Linked DNA regions of Macaca mulatta: region 2 is linked to region 1. Evidence: chromatin contacts called from public Hi-C data. All regions are on one chromosome and are shown on one strand. Each heading gives the region's core, a stretch centred on a gene start, on an enhancer-like site or on the middle of the called end of the contact. The rest is flanking DNA. Distances are from core to core; before and after follow the strand shown.

Region 1 (3,082 bases), core at 12-2,511:
CTCACAGATCCCTGTTAAACTACGAAGGTTCTGCCGCTTCCTGCAGAAGGATGATAGGATTCCATATCCATAGATCAGTCAACCAATTCTTTTGCTCACCAAGCCTGGTCTAGGCATCAGCTATACCAATGGAAGATATTGGTACTGCCTTCATGGAACACCTGCTGCCAGAAGCAGTAGAGTCAACCAGATTCTGGCAACCGGCCTTGATAACCTATTTTCCATAGTAAACGACAAATGGAGAAAATTCATCATTTTCTGTTCTTTGTAATACTGTATTCTAAGTGTGTTACGGAAATGAAGATGTTTTGACCTTGCTGATCCAGAGGATATTTTGAGCACACTGTTTTGAACCTGACAATCTGCTCTTTACTTAGCCAAAAATGCAAAGTGGTCAGAATTGTAGGGAAGAATTGATTAGCTATATGATAGATCACTCCTGGACAACAGAACAACTGTGGAATATTTGAGAGGATTTGCTTATAATTCACTCATGAATTTACTAAGAAATACAAATTAGTCACATTTTATGCATTATTATGGGACAAATAAAATTAGCAGTGGTTGAAACTATTTCTGGGAAGTTTGATCTAGGAAAATTGGGATTTGGTAGACAATGATGAAAGTGACAGAGGAATAATAAAGTAAGTTTTATGTGGACAAAAGATGAATGCCGAATCAAATATTTAGACGTGTATGTACACAAAGATGATTTCTGATAAAAATTAAAATACAATTTAAAAGTAGTAGTCGTATAAACCTCTTTCACATGCTTTCTCTGGCTCAGAGGGCTATGCTGTGGGCATCTATCTTTCAGTCCAGATTACAGAGCGAAAGCAAACAAAAATCTGTCAAGGCAAAAACCATTACTACTTATTCCTTCGCTTTCCCTCCCGTTTGATAGCCTCAGGTAAGAAAGTATTTTCCACTTTCTTCTCCAAGTACAACATCCTTTTGCCAGACAAAATTTCCTTTTCCTTCCAAAACACCAGTATTAATAACACATGTAGTCAGGCCCACGACACACTAAACGACAAAGGCAGAGCTGGGGAAGTCTTCGGTTCCAAGCCTGGTGGGTCCTCGCCTGGGCACAGCGAAGGGGTGGAAGCACAGAGGTGTCGCGCAGCCGCACCCGCAGCAGCCGGCCCCCAGCGCGCTGTGGCCACCCGGGGAACGCCTCCACCCAACCCGGCCGGACACGTGACGCCCGCGTCACGTGACCTGCCAGTCGGCCTCCTCACGCGGAGGGGCGTAGGGTGTAAACAGGCAACGCGCTGGCGGAGGTTCGGCCCTGCTACGTCCGCGTCTCGGGCATGCTGGAGGAGGGCCGGGGCGGTTGCGCCGCCAGCTCAGAGCCCACCTGAGGTAACTCTTGGGGCTTCTAGAATCCACTCCTCCACGCCGCTCGCAGCTGTCCCTGCTGGCCGCCAATAAGGGCGGCCGAGCCCCCGGCCCGGGCAGGGGGTGTGGCTGCCGGCCGCCCGGTCCGCGACAGGTGGGCCGCCAAGGCCCCGGACCTGCGCTGCCCCTGGGCTGGGGGCCCGGCGTGGAGCACGCGGAGAGGCAGCGCGACTCGGGGCCGTGGGTCCTTCTGCCCTGGTGCTGGCGTCTGCTCCTGGGGCCGGGCCGAGTCGAACCAGGAACCGCAGAAGCAGTCTGCGCCAAGGGCCCTAGGCCGGACGCCCGGGGTGCCAGGTCTTTTCCCTGACGGGCTGTGAGACCTTGAGCCCGTCAGCCGTCGTCCTTGGCCTGAGTTTGCACATCTGTAAAATGGAAGCTCGGACTAGTAATCCGTGAGGACCTTCCACGTCTGACGTGTGATCTTGAGAGACCTGCGTACATTCGGGGTGCCAGAAGGAAAGCATAGGTAGCTATTTTGTCCTTTAGTTGCTAACTTTTCGTTGATCTTTAAATCCGTTTTCATCTTAAATGATTCGGATTCCTGTTCACCTGGCTGAAGTTTTTAATAGAAAACTTATTGGGTGGGGGTTATAATGGTTTATGTTACCGTTTTCATGTTTCTTTAATGCAACAAAACCTTTTTTTTCTTAAAATCTATTTGGAAGCCCAGATTGTAAAAATAAATGGAACCCTTTTCTGCCTCATTATCACTATTCTCACGACCCACCCCCGCGCTAACTACCCTTAAGGACCCATGGAAGTCATAGGTTGAGGAGCTCCGTATGGAGTTGAGGAAATGTTTTGTGTATTTTTTAATTTGATAGGATCTGGAAAATGAATTCTTTGCATATGTGGAGTTTTCTGTTATCTTTCTCCTTATTTTGTTCGATTGCATGCTATGTAATTACAGAGACAATTAGCATAACCCTCACATACCATACTTCGGGGCCTTTTTTGGCCCCGAAATTTCTGATAAAGACGTTTCTTGTTCCATCTTTCCTTGCATCCCAGTCCCTGGGGAAGTAAGTGTATGTTTATAATAGTGAGACTTCATGCCTCATTGCTGATTTAGTTGCTCAGATACAGAATGGGAATGGAAGACTTTTGAGACCAACCCGATAGGTTAGGACATATCAGAAAAACATGAAAACTCTAAAAAATATGAAAACTGAAGGAGTATATGAACTCAAGTCGTTGAGAGTCATGGAATAATGTGAACATGCCCTCGTGTGAAATCTTGAGACCCTGGAGCAAGAGAATTTTGGATTTTGAGAAAATTGAGTTTAAGAGAAAAAGATTTCTGTTTCATATGGTGAGTGAACATGTAAACAGTATGAGGTGGTAGTGTGTAGACAAAATTTTCAGGTTTTTTTTTTTTTTTTTAAAGAGTAACACATAGTTTCCTAATGGATTTTGGAGACTATGGTTTTAAGAGATGTACTGAAACTTGAAGTTTAATGTTAAAAGAGGGAAACGATACCCTTTTACAGCTTGTCTGCTTATTGCTTCTGTGAGTTGAGCAAGAATTGGAAGTGGAATGGACTATAAGTGATACCCAAGGTGACCTAGTGGAAAGGTTTTCTCTTTTCGAAGTCAACTTACTTCCCTGATCTTTGGCTTAAGCTTAAGCAAGTCATTTCCTTTCTTTGGTTCTCAGTTTCTGCTGCAAAATGAGGAAACT
Region 2 (2,888 bases), core at 66-2,565, 77 kb before region 1:
ACCTTTGTCAACTATCTGGCACTCGAAAAATGGTAGATGATAATGATGAAGATGTTGTAAAGAATGAATGACTTGGCCAGGTAATGGAGCTTCCAGTATGGAGAGCCAAGGCTTTAAACACACCTGCCTGACTCCACGGTCCATGCTGTCAATTCTCCAGTGTAAACGTTTTTTACTCAGTAAGTCTCCATTACAGGCCCTATTCTAGGCTCAGGAAGGCAAAGATTATTACCATTATAACTCTGTCCCCAAAGGGCTCCAATCTATTTAGCATTAAGCATATGTAGAGTTTCAGAAGGAACCAGCGGCGAGACTGGTGAATCAAAGCTTAGTGCCTCACCATACTCCCCCAGTGTATGCTCAATAGTTCGTTGAACTGTGGAGATAAGTTGGTGGGTAGGGTCTCAGAAGAATGAGAGGACAGGAGACACAGCTTAGGTGTTTAGTTTCATATTAGACCGGCTCCTCTGAGCCAGAAGTCGAGGATGAGTGAGCCCGCACCGGGAGCGAGATGACATTGTCAGCTGAATAACCCACGTAGTGAAGGAGGTTCACGGAGTTGGAAAATCGGTAGGCGGAACGAGGCAGTGGGCTCCCATGTTAGGTTGAAAGGCAGGTGTTAGCTTGAAGCCAGTTACTGTTTACCCCGCAGCTCAGTAGCTTGGAAACTGGAGCAGGAGGCCTGGCTGGGCTTACCCAAAGCTGGGATTTGAGCCCAGGGTGCCTACTCCATTGCCTGGCCTACAGTCCTCAGTAACTTGTACGAGGACCACAGAAAGTTACCTGTTTTCACCCTTGTCTTCAACCAAGCACGGTAATGCCCCCATTTTCCAGATGAGGCAATTGAGGCCAGAAACATTAGGGGTCGTTGAAGCCCGAAGAGGATTTGTTCAGGGCAGGCCGGCCCAAACGCACCAGGAGTGCCCCTGGCTCTGGAGAGGCCACCTACTGGACAGCATTTGCCTGTATCGCCTATCCCCAGCAAATCAGGCGCCTGGAAGAGGATCCCCGATGGGTCCGACGGAGAGCACTCCGGCAACCCCGCCGTTCCCAGCAGGCCGTGCGGCCGCCCTCAAGACGGCCGCGTGGGCAAGAGTCAGGGGTGCGGTGTTGCTAGGAATAAAAGATCAACATCCGGGCCTTGTAACCCACAACCTCCAGGGAATGCCAACAAGGCCCTAGCGCCCTGGCGCCCCTGCAACGGCCCACGTCCGGGTCCAGGCCCGCCCCGCCAGCGCTGATTGGAGGGTAGCGAGAGCGCCGTCCAGCGATTGGTAGGTAGTGTCACAAAAGGGGCGGGGCGCGGCGGTCGCAGAGCGTTGTCGGTCAGTGCCTTACGTGGAGTCGCTCGTGGGGTCGCTGGGCCCTGTCGACCTGTGGGCGGGCGAGCGAGCCAGCGGACAAGACTGCGGGTGAGGCTGAGCTAGCAAGCGGCCGGCAGGGGGGGCGCCCGGGCTGCGAGCCGCTGAGCCCAGCCGCGCTGCCGCCGCCGGCCGTAGTAGGGCCGGAATGGCGCAAGGCCGGAGTGGTGTTGCCGCTCGGCGCCTGGCTGCCGGGTAGCGTCCCGTCCCCGCCCCTCGCCTTGCGGCCTGACGCCGGCCGCTGCTGCCCGGGGACCGGAGCGGCGGGTCGCCTTTGCCCAGGACACACGCTCTGGCGTTTGTTCCTTTGGGCGTGACGCCAGCTTCAACGGGTACCCGGCTTTCCCGACGGGTGCTGATCTCCGAGTCGCTGTTGTCACGCGGTCTGCTGTGCTCCAGATTCAGGCCCGTGGGTCTGGGGAGCCCGGATTGGTCTTGGAGGAGCAACGGCTGCGCAGGTGACTCGGTGGCCTCAAGTGTGTAGGTATCAGGATGGCGCGAGGAGATGCTGGCTGAAATATTTCCCAATTCCGCTTGCAGATAAACTCCGTACTTGAGCTTAGGCTACAGACAAATTAGGCGGTTGATGTGGTTCTGTACCTCGTATTTAGAACTTTAGGGATGTTTTCACATTATCAGTAAAGGAAGATCTGTGTCACAGTTTTAATGGCAGCTTCATATTCTGGATATCTTTATGTTTGGGAAAATGTTTCAAAGGTGATGCTCTTCTGTAGCTAAGCTTTAGAGCAGAGGATGGAGCAAATTCTGAGTTACTGAAATTACGTATTCAGCGCTATTGCCTGTTTACCTTTAACTTCCGTTTCATCTTTGGAGTTGTGTTTTTGGAACTTTTTCAGAAGAGATGAGAGAAATGCTTTGGGAATTGATTTTTTCTTTTTTCTTTTTTCTTTTTTTTTTTAAGTTCTAGGGTACATGTGCACAGCGTGCAGATTTGTTACATAGGTATGGTGCCATGTTGGTTTTCTACACCGATTACCTCATCGTTTACATTGGGTATTTCTCCTAATGCTGTCCCTCCCACAGTCCACCTCCCCAGACAGGCCGGTGTGTGATGTTCCCCTCCCTGTGTCCAAGTGTTCTCGTTGTTCAGTTCCCACCTCTGAGTGAGAACATGCAGTGTTTGGTTTTCTGTCCTTGTCATAGTTTGCTGAGAATGATTGTTTCCAGCTTCATTCATGTCCCTGCAAAGGACATGAATTCATCCTTTTTTTATGGCTGCATAGAATTCCATGGTGTATATGTGCCACATTTTCTTAATCCAGTCTATCACTGATGGACATTTGGGTTGGTTCCAAATCTTTGCTATTGTGAATAGTGCCGCAATAAACATACGTGTGCATGTGTCTTTATAGTGGCATGATTTATAATCCTTTGGGTATGTACCCAGTAATGGGATGGCTGGGTCAAATGATATTTCTAGTTCTGGATCCTTGAGGAATCGCCACATTGTCTTCCACAATGGTCGAACTAATCTACAGCCCCACCAACAGTGTAAAAGTGTTCCTA

Evidence for each region. Hi-C and Micro-C count contacts between places; a contact is called where the count stands out from the background.
Region 2: a contact with region 1 is called in a Hi-C map of liver, with 2.2 times the contacts expected there. The contact joins the promoter of ZFAND4 here to the promoter of MARCHF8 in region 1. A contact is called at or near these places in 2 of 14 Hi-C or Micro-C datasets (CD4 T cells and liver).

The regions. Positions count from the first base shown.
Region 1 is chr9:58,598,025-58,601,106 of T2T-MMU8v2.0, reverse strand. MARCHF8 (membrane associated ring-CH-type finger 8) reads left to right here and starts at 1,261. Exons shown (of 9, transcript XM_077946346.1): 1 at 1,261-1,365.
Region 2 is chr9:58,675,010-58,677,897 of T2T-MMU8v2.0, reverse strand. ZFAND4 (zinc finger AN1-type containing 4) reads left to right here and starts at 1,315. Exons shown (of 9, transcript XR_001447076.3): 1 at 1,315-1,841.